Regions from separate parts of the Sus scrofa genome. Here region 2 is linked to region 1. A link is a contact called in public Hi-C data. All regions are on one chromosome and are shown on one strand. The core of a region is the stretch at or near the end of the contact, and the rest is flanking DNA. Distances in the headings are between cores, read along the strand shown.

What was found. A called contact is a pair of places that touch in the nucleus more often than the background predicts.
Region 2: a contact with region 1 is called in a Hi-C map of liver, with 4 times the contacts expected there. The contact joins the enhancer-like site here to the promoter of PTPRM in region 1. A contact is called at or near these places in 1 of 5 promoter capture datasets (liver), 10 of 47 Hi-C or Micro-C datasets (alveolar macrophages, fetal heart ventricle, heart right ventricle and 4 more) and 1 of 2 datasets of contacts at active chromatin or transcription factors (skeletal muscle).

What each region holds. Positions count from the first base shown.
Region 1 is chr6:100,089,285-100,096,317 of Sscrofa11.1, forward strand. PTPRM (receptor-type tyrosine-protein phosphatase mu) reads right to left here and starts at 3,682. Exons shown (of 36, transcript XM_021097712.1): 1 at 3,112-3,682. The coding sequence starts at 3,184. It overlaps LOC106510670, which reads left to right and starts at 3,183. Exons shown (of 4, transcript XM_021097607.1): 1 at 3,183-3,441; 2 at 3,513-3,683; 3 at 3,749-4,448; 4 at 6,057-7,033. The coding sequence starts at 3,183. The coding sequence ends at 4,443.
Region 2 is chr6:100,209,094-100,216,126 of Sscrofa11.1, forward strand. No RefSeq gene overlaps it. Among named protein-coding and RNA genes, the nearest start is that of LRRC30, 80 kb to the right of the region's middle. Within about 2 kb of position 3,543, at least 1 of the 83 cell types and tissues checked has an H3K27ac peak or open chromatin away from gene starts, as enhancers often do. A contact at or near this core is called in liver, where this site is marked.

The sequences.
Region 1 (7,033 bases), core at 2,432-4,931:
GACAGAAGACAGAAAGTGAGCCTCTGATATGTTGCCTAACAAATTAGAAATTGTAAAAATAGAAAGTGATTTTTTTTTTAAGTGGAATGTTTACAGTAAATAAAAGTTCTCCTGGACAAAAAAAAAAAAAAAAAAAAAAAAAAAACTAATTCTTTTCTTTTTTCCTTCCAATCTGTTTAGCACTCTATTTCTGATATCTGGCATCCAAATTACATGTAATACCCTGTAGAAATGATTAATCAACACTGACATCCATTCCCAACCTATTCCCAAAGAGGATAAGAGATGCAGAGGGGGGAGAGCAAAGTATCTTGTGTGTAAATCTTAGTTACACAAAGAAACCTCCACTGATTACATAAAACCTTCGGATTCAGTCCATTGGGTGGCCTAAGAAGAATCAGTGATGAAACGTTAATTTCAAAAAAAGGGTCAATACCAGCCAGTTTAAGGTCTAAGGGTTTCTCCTCTCCCTCCCTTTTGTGTCAGGTAGTTCACACACAATTTTAAGGTTTGCAAATGATCTGATTTCACATTAGTCATTTATTCAACCAACATGATTGTCTGTTAAGTCTAGAGCTCTATGCCAAATGAGTGTTTATGGGAATCAAGAAGGAAAAAAAAAAAAAAAAAAGACTTTGCCCTCAGGCAGCTTACAATCTAGTTCCTGTCTCCAAAAGCATCCCCACCACAAGGAGCCAAGTGTTTCGATTTCCAGAAGAATCATACAGAGAAATAAGTGTCAGTGTCGTTCATAACATCAGAACTGACTTTCCCAACACACACACACAAAAGATTTTTCCAAAGCATGAAGTGCCTCCCACATGTACTACCTGAAACACCAAGTGGAGGGCAAAAGCAATAATGCACTGCAACTTCTCTGATCCTTGTATACACAAAATTTGCTAAGCCCCCCCCCTTTTTTAATTTCGCCTTTTCTAAGCACGCTCTCTGGGATACCATCCTTTATTTCCTCTTAATCCTCTGGCTTTCCAAATAAAAAGACGGCTCAGTCGTGGTATGATAACAAACAAGTAGAATGATAAATTTCCTCTGAAAGAAAAGTCTGACTAAATTTTGGTTAAAAAAAAATCTCTTTGGGTTTGACTAATGATTTAAGTAAGACTTAACAAGGACTCAAGTCAGTACTATCTAGGCTGAAATCTCTTTTAATGATGAGAAACCAGAGCTCCTGTTGTGGCTCAGCAAGCAGGGAACCTGACCAGTATCCATGAGGACACAGATTCGATCCCTGGCCTCATGCAGTGGGTTAAAGATCAGGCATTGCAGTGAGCTGCCTTGTAGGCTGCAGACTCCAAGCTGGGATTTGCTATGTCTGTGGCATAGGCTGGCAGCTGCAGCTCCTATTCAACCCCTAGCCTGGAAACTTCCATATGCCGCAGGTGCGGCCCTAAAAAAAAAACCAAAAAAAGAAAAAAAGATGAGAAACCGATCATTTAAATAAGCTACATAAATATTTGTTCCCACCCCCTTGCCTACAACTTGAAAATCCATCCAAATGCTTTCTGACACAGCTTAACTTGAAACAAATCCCAGCCAGGGAGCTATAGATCTTAATAAAGAGAAAACCATCACAAAGGCCCTCATCCTTGGCTTCTCACACTAAGGAGTTTCAAGGCTCTGAAACTGGCAAGTCTACTCTATAATTCACTAATAAGAAAGAACGCAGGCCAAAATTTGCATCAATTTTACAGCAGACAGCAGTGGGTCATTTTGTTAAATCCTCTGGAGCACGTGCAATTACCAGACACTTAAGGACATACTAAACTTAGGAGAAGGGTTATTTCTCTACTGAAGCTGACAGCACAGAGCCAGGAGCCAACTCCCCGCTAAGCTTCCTGGTGGTGGCCAACTGTGGTCAAGGGTCTCGCGGCTCAGCAAAGCCAGGGGCACGGCCTCCCCGCCTGTGTGTCCAGAGCTCGGGAAAGTAAAGATGTTAAGTTTCCACAGGTCTCACAGCCAAACGCCAAACGTCTCCAATGCTTTTAAATATGCGTTTTTACTGTCAGTGAAAGTCTCCATCAAATTTTAAAAAGTTCAACTTACTCATTCCTCCCGAATAAACAGAGAAACAAACCTATTTTGCAACCCAAGTTGAAGGACTAATAGCAGGCTTTTTATTAGAAGAAAAACAAGCCCAGGGCCACCATTCCGTGAAAACTGACACACACGGGAAACTGTGCACGTGTGCAAGCGCTGGCTGTCTATCCGCGTGTGTGCTCCCGGTAACGCCGTGCAGGGCTCGAGCCTGGCCTGACCCGCGACTCCCGATCACGCGTCCTAGTCCCAGGAGCTCTGCAGGCTCCGATCGCCCGGGCGCAGCAGGCACCTCGCCGCCGGCCACTTTCCTGCCAGCCCGAGGCGGCGGGTGGCGGGGCTGGCTGACCACTGCCCCCGTTCGGGAGCTCCCCGGGGCCGAAGGGAGCCTGACCCGCACACAACCGCAGCGGCCCGGGGCCCGGGCAACCAGCCACTCCGTCCGGACCACAGGTCCTCCCTCCGGGACCGATGAGGACACTGCCTTGGTTCTCTCGATCTGCGGCGCGACCACCGCGGCGAGCCGGGGTCATGGCAAGCTTCTGGCCGGGCGGCGGCTGGACGGCAAAGAAAACCGGCGATCGCCACCGCCGCCGCCAGAGTCTCTCCGAAGCAATCGCGCGGGCGCAGCAGGCACGGAGATCCGGCTGGCCGCCGCTCCGGGTGGGAAGGACCGCGCAGCGACCACGCCAGGCGGCCGGCGGCTGCAGCTCCCAACTTCAGGCAAAGTTTTCTGCTGTTGCTCTCAGAGCCGGCGGAGGGCTCCGAGTGGCGCCGACACGCACCCAGGCCGCCAAGGGGCGGGGGCCGACCTGGGGCCGGGCTCCGGAGTCAGCGCCCCGGGCTCGTCCGCTCTGTCCGCCCGAGCGCGAGGTGCCCTCCCTCCCCGCTGGTCTCGCGCCGGGGCAGGGAACTGGCACACGCAGTGCCGGAGCCGCCGCTCCCCAGTCTGGACCCGCGGTCCGCCGCTAGTGCTCTCCCACCCGGGAGCTGCATGCGTCCCGGGCCCCTTCCGGCCCGCACGCCCCAGGCCACAGCGAGTGCGGCCCCTCTTACCTGAAAACGTATCCCCCGCCGCAGTTAGCAAAAGTCCGTACAAAGTCACCAGCCAAGTCCCAAGTCTGCTCATGGTGCTGAGCGCACGCCGGGCCGCTCCCCGGCGGCGCTGGGTGGGCGCGAGGTCCGAGGGCGGCCGGGAGCTTTCCTTCCAAGGCGGCGAGGAGAGCAGGGTGAACACCCAAAACCAGAGCCAGACCCGCAAAGTGCCAACACTTGCAGAAGTCTCAACTCCGGGGGCTCCCGGGGCCGGGGCCGAGGTCCTGGATCCTCCCACCCAGTCGCCAGCCCCGCTCGGAGCTGGAGCGGCTGCAAGAGGGAGCGGAGGGCGCGCCCGCGGAGCCAAAATCCGCCCTCCGTGCCGGCTGCTGCACCCGCCGCCGCTCTCCTTCCCCGGGTAGGGACCCGAGCCGCCGGCGCCGCGGTGGCCGGGGCCGCGGCCGCGCTTGTCCCGCCCGCCGCCTCTCAGCCAGCAGCCGAGCCAGCCCCCGGGCGGCGGCGCGCCAATGGCCGAGCCCGCGCCGGCTGCGCGCGGGGCTCCTGCTCCCCGACTGACTGGCAGTGCCCCGCAGGCCGGCTGAAGGGAGCGCCCACGTCACGGCCGCCCGCGCTGCCGCGGCCCGCTAGAGGGCGTGAGCGCCCGGCCCCGCCGGCCCTACGGGTCCGCGCCCGGCGCTGAGAGGCAGCGGCGCCTCGGGGGGAGCCGGGCGGGGGGCGGCCGCGGGGGCGGTGTCACCGCGCGGAGAGCGGCTGCCGGGAGGTGCCTCGTGCTCCCTCCCGCTCGCGTCCCGCCCCGCCGCGGCTTGGGTTTCGAGGCCGGCTTCCGGGAGGGTGACCGCGCAGGGGCCGCGCGGCGGCCAGAAGTTTGTCCCGGGTCACAGGCCGCCAGGAGTTGGCGAACGAGGCTGGCGGGACGGCGGCCTTGCGGCCCCGCGGGCGGACGAGGCGGCTCCAATCCCGGCGCCGGATGGCAGTGTCCGCAGCGGGGCCGGCAGTCGCAAAGCCGCTCTCCCCCGCGGCTTTGGGCAGGGCGAGCCGGTAGATCGGGAGGCTGCGAGGGGCTGCGAGCTTCTCCGCGCGGCGGGTGCAGAGAAGTTGGCGGACGCCAGAGGAGGGAGCGGCGGCCTCGGGCACCGAGACCCAGCAGCGCGCCAGCCTCCCGACTGGACCACTCGCGCTCCTGCCCCAGGAGCCCTGCACCCGGCGGAGCAGGAAGCGCTCTGCGGCTTCATTGCGCCCCCGCCGTCCCGGTTGGGCCCCAGCGAGCCGCGGGCGATACACGGAAGGTGGCGGTCACAGCGGAACGAGAGTTTGGACCTACGTAACCTGTGATTTGTGTATCTGGTACTAAGTGTTGGGAAATGCGAGAGGAGGAGGGGTGGGTAATGAATCAAATATCTTGAAGTGTGTAATTTACCGTTTGGGTCTGGAATGCCTACTTCATTAAGTGACTAAAACAGTCTTCCAATGCTTCGGTAAAAAGGTTCTCTTTGTGAAATTGCAAATAAACAAATAAAAAGGGGTGGAGTGATCTTTCTATCTCCCGGGGAATACGCACGTCGAGCCAGCTCTGAGCAGCTGTAGACGCTAGGCCTAGCTGACTGAACGCAATGGAAGGCCTGGGAAGAGGTTAAATTAGAAGCCGAGTAAGGACCCGTGAGTAGGACGGGTGTACCAGCCAGAGGGGGGACGCAGGTGTGTCCGGGGCCCTTCTGTGCTGCTCTCACCTGGAGCTTACAAAGACCCAGAAAGTATACTGATCCCACGCTCACCTAGACCCTGTCTCCAGTTGACCCTAGAACCAACAAGCTGTAACTAAGGATAGGTCATAGCTGTCACCTCCCCGGGGGAAAACTGCGGGACTGGAGGATTTTTGCTTTTGGTGCTCCAACCAACAGCTCCTCTTTCTGCTGGAATTCCACTTCTTAGATCCTTTTCAGAAGTGCTCTTTAAAAGGTTCTATATTAATAGTTTACTTCTTAGTACTAGGACCTTACACCGTCCTGCTGCTTCTCTCAAATATGTACCTGTTGAGCCTTATTGCAAAATGAACATTTGAAGAAGGGAGAGGCAGGGCACTCCCATACCTTCAAAGACAGGCAATGAGGGTCTGCAGCATGAACTTGCCTTGTGCTGAGGTCCTGCATCGTTTTGCGTGGTAATGTGCTTTCCAATGGAGCTTTTCTGTTAGGAGGCCCTAGGGGATTCAGATAAAGAGAGAAAAGTCAATCTAGCCATTTTTTCTTCTAAGTTTTTTAAGTTGGGCGAAGAAGTTCAAGATAGCATAGGATTTCACTTGCAAAGTACGTGAATTTTTCAGCAAGTACCTATGATGGCCATGTATATGCCAGGCACTAGGCTCTGGGCTGAAGATTTTCTTATACTGGCCTCCCCCAGGAACAAGCCTGAAGGGGAGGATTGAAGTGTAAGTAGGTTTAGGTTTTATTGGGAAAGTAATCCCAGGAAGCAGTGGAAGAGGAATAGGAAAGTGGGGGTGGGGGGGGTCAACATAAGGTGTATGAATGCTCAAGTTGCATGTGGACACCTGGGACTCACTCCTCTAGGGACCCCTTGAAGAAAGTGTGGAACAGCCTTAGAGCTGGGCCACCCTGGCAAGGATGTGGTAAGGTGGCTGATGGGGGTGCGGGAGGCAGCTGCACAGATGGATGTCCCTGCAGGCCAATGGGGAGAGAGCCCCGGCTCAGACACCCGCCCACTCCTGCTACCCTGGTAACCTCAGGACACCATGTCCCTTCCTCCAGTTACTTACAGCTCAGCAGGAGGGCCAATGAATTTCCATTATCTCTGTTCTCTAAACATTGCAGCCTTAAGCTGACTCTACCCTTATTAGTCTGCAATCCACATTGCAAACAGTGATGGGTTTTTGCCAGCAGCTCCTTCCCTTGCAGTTCTGACAGCTACTGTTTATTTACTCTCTCTTACAGGTAACTGGCCAAAGCAGCCTTGAGCCCAAATGGAAGGCCTCTATTCAAAATAAAAGGACTGGACTTCTTCTAAGAAAAGGATGCTGTAGAAATCCTCCCAATGAGACATTTCTTTTCAAATTTTTTTTTTCAGCAGGGGAGATTTTTAAAATCTATTTTTTAAATTATTTTTTGGCTTTTAAAAATTGTTTAAGATTTTATTTTATTTTATTTTATTTTATTTTATTTATTTTGGTCACAGCTGCAACATGCAGAAGTGCCCAGCCAGGAATCAAACCCACTCCACATCAGTGACAACACTAGGTCCTTAAGCTGCTGAGCCACCAGGGAACTCCTGACTTTTTAAATTTTAATCCAACCACATGACACTCCTCTGAGGACTATAGTGACATTTGCGTGATGGCTGCTCAGAGTTAGGGGTGCTGTCCAGCCAGCCCCCATCATACATCTAAAGATTTCAAAGTTATTCATCAAGCTAGCAAGCTACTATATACTTTATACCTTCCTATCTTGACCAAAGTAACAACATTGAAAGATAAGAAAACCTGTAATTTTCAGATGGTAAATGTCAGGAGAATATCAAAGACAACTGAATATAACACATGCATATCAAATTTCCTGTTTATAGTCTGGCTGTATGGACCAGTAATAAAATGAAGACATACATAATTCATGCATTAGTATACATTTATTCCATAAATTTGATTTTCCCTTTATTTTATTTTTTCTTTTTATGGCCACACCTGCAGCATGTGGAATTTCCTGGGCCAGAGCTTGAATTGGAGCTGCAGCTGAGGCTACTGTCACAGCCAGAGCAACACCCAATCCAAGCCACATCTGTAGCCTACATACAACACAGCTTGCAGCAACTCGGGATCCCCAACCTACTGAGCAAGGCTAAGGATCAAACCCACTTCCTCACAGAGACAAGATCAGGTCCTTAACCCGCTGAGCCACAATGAGAACTCCTTCCCTTT
Region 2 (7,033 bases), core at 2,293-4,792, 120 kb after region 1:
TTTGCAAATATTTCCTCCCATTCTATGGGTTGCCTTTTCACTCTGTTGGTTGATTCCTTGCATGCAAGTGTTTCCTTATGTTGTAGTCCAACATAAGTTGATAAATGTCTCTTCCACCCCAGCTCCCGGTTTCTGGAGCAGGATGGAGCTCCAGACACCTGCTGAGGAAACTCCTTTGCCCTTTCTTGTCTGCCTTTTCTTCCCTGTTTATTTACTGCTGGCTAGTCAGTCTAGAGCAGAACAGAGATGTACCATGTTAGTAAATTGAGGAAGAAAGCAAGCCCCTGAGGATAGAAATGAGGGAAAGGTGGGAGGGGAGCAAAATTTACAGAGAGTAAGAGGGAAATGGACAAAAGGAAGAAGGGGAGAGAAAAGCAGGAAGTGCAACCAAAAAAAAAAAAAAAAAAATCCAGACATGGGTTCTGTCCGCTTTGCTGCTCTACGTTTGACCCCTCTGCTTAGAAAACAAACAGGAAAGAGGAAAAAACACAGCCGAAACAGCCTCCAGTGTCCCAGTGGAGGGCAGCCCAACTCCTCCCAGGGCTTCCAAACCATTCCTATGGCGCTTCAAGCGGCCCAGGTATTCCTGCCTGAAGCCAAACTATGGTTTTGGTTTCCCTTCACATGCCACACAAACTGACAGTGACAAATTCAGAGACTGCTTCAGACTCTGGGTTTATCAAGCAGAGAGTTAAAGATTTTTTGGGAAATGAGAGCTAGCCAAGACTGGGAACCCCGGCTCTCTCTGATGATTGCATTCTTCTCCATATTTTGCTACCCCCTCAGCTTTTTCCCCCTTCTCGGGGCTGGAAAATAACAAAATAGATTTTTCCTCTTGGAATCCAACTTAACCAAAATATGAATTGCAGCAAAGCAAAACTCTTTCCTGTTTTCAAATTTGCAGGCATCCTACCATCGAAGGAAGTCAGTTTCATCAGCCTCATGGGAAAACACTGCATCCTTTTTAAATGGAACCTTCCCCCAGAAAGTTCTACGGAGGCAAATTACCAACTGCACTGGTGTTGGTCCAGGATTTAAGATGAGGATCTTGGATTTCCCTCGAGGCTCAGCAGCTTAAGAACCCAACATCTCTGTGAGGATATGGATTCAACCCCTGGCCTCTATCCATGGGTTAAGGATCTGGTGTTACCACAAGCTACAGTGTAGGCCTCAGTTGCAGCTCTGATTGGACAGCTAGTCTGGAAACTGGAAACTTCCATATGCCACAGGTGTGGCCGTAAAAAGAAAAGCATTTTTTAAAAAATGGGAGTCCTGGACTTCCCTGGTGGTGCAGCTGATTGAGGGATCCAGTGTTGTCACTGTAGTGGGTCTGGTCACCTCTGTGGTGCCGGTTTGATCCCTGGTCCGGGAACTTCCACATGGGTGAGGCCAAAAATACATAAATTAAAATTTTTTCAATTAAAAAAATAAAGACGAGGGCCCTCTCTGTGTGTCTGTATCCCCTCCACAATTCTAAGCCATGAATACCCAGAAACCAGGAGAAGGGCTTCTCCTCCATTGTCACCAGAGCTGGGAGAGCTGTAGGCCAGAACACAAGCAGCGCAGAGCCCCTGCGCCTCTGCGAAAGGAGCATCCAGCCAGCGGCCTGGATAAACTTTGCTCTGCAAACATCTAGCCGAGATATTGTGTCCACGAAGAGCAGATGGGAGCTCTGCTTCTGCCATGTCTTCCTCTAGCGACACCTCCACAGCCTGGTGGCCGGGGATTAGCCTGATGCCTTTGAGGAAAAGCTGAGCTGACATTGCTTCTGTTCCAGTCTGGGCTTCTGGCTCAGTCTCTGACTCAGATGCAGAGAAGCAGCCTGGGTGGGAAAAAAAAAAACGGCTCTATGTATAGCTCTCCCGCGGGCGGGGCCGCTCGCGCCCCTCGCTGAGCCTCTCTGCCCATCTGTGAAATGGGGTGAGCCTGTTGACCCCCGGCGTGTGGTGGGGATTTAACGTAGGTGTGCAGGGCTTTGAAATTGAGAACAAAAGGTGGGATCTGAACAGAAAGCGTTGTTATTATGTCTCCCCCACGTCTGCCCGAGCTCTATTATTCTCTGCCGTACACTCTTATCCAGGTTTTTGTTCAGAAACTGTTGCTGCTCATCCAGCAACTCCTACACCACCACGCCTCTAATTTCCCATGTCCTTCAGAGGGCACCTGGCTGCCCCGACAGCTCCGAGACTCCCCCGTGAGCCGCTCTGATATTTTGCTCATTCATTCAATCAAAACTTTAAAACACACAAAGAGATGGTGATTTTTCCATAAACACTGGGAAACTTTCTGCTTTAGAAGAAGAAAAGCAAAACACAACTTTCATCTTCTGTCCCAACGTTGCGTACGCAGGCTGGCCATTGTTGCATCTTTCCATAAGGACCCCTAGGCTGCGTGCTGCGTTGCTTGGTGTTTACGAGGATAGAAGGTTGCCAGTCATTCAGGACCACAGAATTCAGGGGCTGAGGACAGGAGAAGAGTCTCTTTACTATCCCCTCTCCTACACTGCCTCCATAAATATCTTCTTTTTATTGTCATTTCTCCTGGTTTTCGATTCGGTTTATGGATGTGGTGATGTGGGATCTGAATGTTAAGGGAATTGCAATTCTCCTTAAGAATCTGAGCTCTTGAGGAGATAGGCCTAGGCTTTATCTTTCCCCTGCAATAAACTCATCTGGTGGATGGCGAGGGGTCTGTCTTTCCCCTGGACGCCCTGGTGAGGGTTTAGAGGGAGTGAGTTTTAAGCTCCAGAGCAAGCATCCCCTCTAACATTGAACGCGCTTTCCTATTGGTTGGGGAAGGTAATTGTCCCTGTCTGCGGTGGTAAAAATTACTAGAAAGGATGGGGAGCCCAGCCCCCCTCCACTGGAGGGAGCCGCAGGGCTGAGTCTGCACCTGCATCCACTAAGAGCCATGAAGGTGCGGTGTTGAGCACGCATCCCGTGCAGGGCGGCCACCTCAGGCTGGAGACTCCCTAGATGACAACCCCTGAGGGCTGAAGGCATCCTGCTGCCTCCACGTCCTCCTGAGCCACAGTCACGTTCAAGGATGTCCTGCCTCCTCTAACAATTCCTTCCTCACCCATGCCAAGCAGCCAACACACCCTGTCCTCTTTCTCTTCCCGCCCCCTCCTGGCCTCTGACCTTCCTTCCCTTCTCAGAGACCAAAGGAAAAGCAATAGGGCCACACAACTGGTGGCCTAAACTCACCTCTGCTGATGTCCATAAGCACCTTTAGCACAACGTCCTCAAAACCCACCTCCAACTGTTTCCAAAAGAAGCCATTGTTCTGTGCTCCAGCTCAGAGCCATCTCCCCTAAAGGTACCAAGTATGACTGATGAGGGAAAGATTACAAGCTTCAACTAGCTCTTCAAGATTTGAGCACTAGGCCAGGCTCAATGAGAAATGACTAGGCTGATTCCTGGTGCTTTCATGCCAAAGTGCTGGGCCAACACTTCTGCCAGGGAAAGCTGGCTTCCGGATGAGGCATCTGGCACTTAAGCTTGCATGAGTGTCTGTGTTTACTGTGTCCAGATAAGTCAACACTTTTGTTGACACCCACCCCAGGTCCAGATCTGGACTGAATCAAGTCAGAGTGTCTGGCGACAGCAGTACGTACCTTTGCCTTTAGCCTGGTGACAACAGAAGAGCAGGAGGGAAGAGAAGGTGGTCAAGTTGCGAGCTCTGAGGATTTCTTCCCGGGTGTACACAGGTCCAGCTCATTGGTAAAGTGGCTTCCTTACTGTACTTTTTATTACGAGTCTTATGTCTGCCCCCTCCAAAGAGGCTAAGAGGACAGATCAAAGGGGCCACATGAAAAATGAAGACAGGTCAAAAGCAAGCAGCTCCTGGACGTTTGACTGGCAGAAATTTACTTATTGATTTTTATTTTTTTATTTGTTTTGGCTTTTTGTCTTTCCTAGGGCCACACCCAGGGCATATGGAGGTTCCCAGTCTAGGGGTCGAATCGGAGCTGTAGCCACTGGCCTATACCAGAGTCACAACAACGCAGGATCTGGGCCGCATCTGTGACTTATACCACAGCTCATGGCAACGCTGGATCCCTAACCCACTGAGCAAGGCCAGGGATCGAACCCGAAACCTCATGGTTCCTAGTCAGATTCGTTAATCTCTGAGCCACGGCAGCAACTCCTACTTATTTATTTTTAAATTGTCAACACATATTATGCTTATTATGTACCCAGTCCCTGTTAAGGGTTCAACATATACTCATTTTTGCCCAAAACAGCCATGTGAGGTATTATTATTATTCCCCCTTTGATGGTTAAGGAAGCAGAGGCACAGAGAGGTTAAGAAACTGCCCAACGTCACACAGATGTGGATTCATTTGGCCAACAACACTGACCCAATTCGCTTGGTAACACTCACAAATTGGGAGATTTTGCACATAAAGTAGAGGAGGGTATCCAAAGATGCATGAAGATAGGAATCTGGAACTGGACTTATCCTGTGTGACCTGCACATCCATCCACCCCTCAGCTCCACAAGAAGGTCTGGGAGATCCTCTTCACTAAGGCAAAGAGACATACATCAATCAGGGAAAGGAAAGCCTGCATCTGTGAAAAGCACAAGGGTTGCTCCTTTTTGTAGGCTGAATGTGAACACAGGGGATCTGGTCATTCAAATGGGATCCCTGATCTCAGGGACTCTGAGAGGATGCTGGTGTCGCAGAGGCCAGATGAACACACACATGGGGCCCCACGGTGCCTGAACAGTAGGCGTAAACCAGTGACTCCAGAAGACAGAGTCTCCTTTTTTTGGACCATTATGGAACCATTTCCTGCAGATCCAGAGAGCAATATTTGAAGGGTTTGCATCTGGAATGTAGAGCTTTGATTGAGGTCTTTCAAACAGTAACTAACCACCCCTGGAGCAGAGATCTCTAATTTGAAGGATGTTAACTGCATGGAGGGCGCAGATTAAAATGAAACCGCACACACGTGTGTATCCTACGCAATGCACTGAAATATTTTTCAGTAAATTAGAGGCAGTATAATCAACAGTCTTTCTCACATGCTGAGAATCAGCCACAGCCAAGCGCCAGGTGCTCTGAGGGGTGGCCTGTCACCCTACTCACCACAGTCCCCACTGCTCCCTAGACTCTCCCCACCAGAGTGTCAGCTGCCGTTTGTCATCATACTTTTGTTCTGTCATTTTTTTTCACAGTATGTTAAAAGGAAAGTGGGATCTTTATTGTTCTATGTCTCCATCGAAAGAAGGAAAAAGAGAATTAGACCCTGGAGGGTTGTGTATTTCAAGAAAACTCGAAGAGAGAATAGCGATTATTTGCAAAGAGTCTGCAATGAATGCGCAAAGCAAAGCAGGTAGGTTTGGAAAGATGACAGTTTGCAACACTGTGGGGGATGGTTTTTCCAAATGTGTCTGTGGTAGTGTCTCCATCCCAGTGACTGGCTGCCTCTCGATAATAGATGGGGTTTACAGATGAGGCAACAGGGGAGAAGTGACTTGTGAGCCCCCCTACCCCCCAACCACCTCCACCCTGGGGACACGCCAGCTTCCAGGGGCCCCAGTTGCTCAGCCTCCTTTGCCCTGAGCCCTGTCTTGGCATCAGAAGAAGTGGGCCGGGGACCCAGTGGTGCCCAGAGAAACCGGGTGGCTTCCCAGCAGGACACCTCACCTCCTTCTCTCCCCATCCGGAAAAAGGATGGAGAGCCCCGAATCCTGGGCTCAGCATCTCACACCCACATTTGTGTCCCTCAGCAGGTGGTGTGTTTCTCTCTCCAACCCTCTCAGGCTATTTGAGCACCAGGAGCCTTTGCATGGATGTGTGGGGATGGAGTCAGACCACCAAAGAGATTTGATCCCTCTCTTCTGAGTATATTCTTGTGCCCTTTGCCCCGAGCGGGTTCAGAAATCCTAGGGCATATCTGCCAAGGCCACAGGCAAGTCTGCTGTGATTTTGGTGTTTCAGAAAAGCCATTGCTTCATCCACAGCTTACCTCAGTTCCACGCTAATCAGATCGAGATTACATCACAACCTTTTACAGAACGCGACAAAACAGTTGAGTTCAGATAATGCCTTTACCAAGACTCTAATCTATTGTTGCAAACAATTTAGCAGCACTCCTATCAAAGAAGGCCATCTTTTTCCTGCCCCGGGCCAGCGGGCCCCATCTGGGAGAAACACACGCAGACGGAAGCCACTCCCTTCCTCTTCCTGCATCTGACTTCAGTGCCAAGGCCCAGCTCTGGAAAAGGCCTTGGTGATCCCGGCTGATCTGCACCCCCCACACACACACACTCCATGGGCCCTTGGGGCTGCCAGGGGGAGGGGGAGGGGGAGGGGGCAGCCGTGTCCCCTGAGGTCTCGCCTCTGCACAGAATCCGGTCCCTGAACGTGGCCTTCCACTCAGGCGTTTATCTCCTTCTCTTTCCTGAGTCCAGCCAGGGCTATCAGCGTTCAGCTCCTTCCCGTGCAGATATGCTTGGGAACAGCTTCGGAACATAAAGCCTTTAAACAATGAGCCGGCGTTTGAGCTAGAATTAGAGCTGAGTCCTGAGCAAACAGCTGGACGCAATACGTCTTTATCTGTGACTGTCTCCAGTTTAAACAACGCATAAGATGTTTGTTCAAAACCCCGGGCAGATCTGGCGGTGCTGCCTTGATGAATTCCACGCCACCCCGCCTCCCCTCAGCTGCAGGGAGACGATGACGTCTTTTCCCGAAAGTAGATTATTTGCCCCACTTCACAGGCTGCTCCCGCCAGTGAGCACCAGTTGGGTTTTTGGAGGTTGCCCTGGCAGCCATTCCCGGTGGGGGTCGCGTTCATAGCCGGGTTTCTGGGGTGGCACTGGGTAGGTATGAGCTTTTTCCCTAGCCAGGAGAACCTTGCATGGGGCTGCCTGTCTGCCCAGGCCTTTCTAATCTCCAGTTCGGTTTTAATTGAATGCTTTGCCAAAGATGCCAGGATAATGTCATCAGTGATATTGACATGTCATGGATAAGGCCAGTGAGGGATCTGAGGAGAAAGCTCTAGAAAGTGGGGTGGGCAGG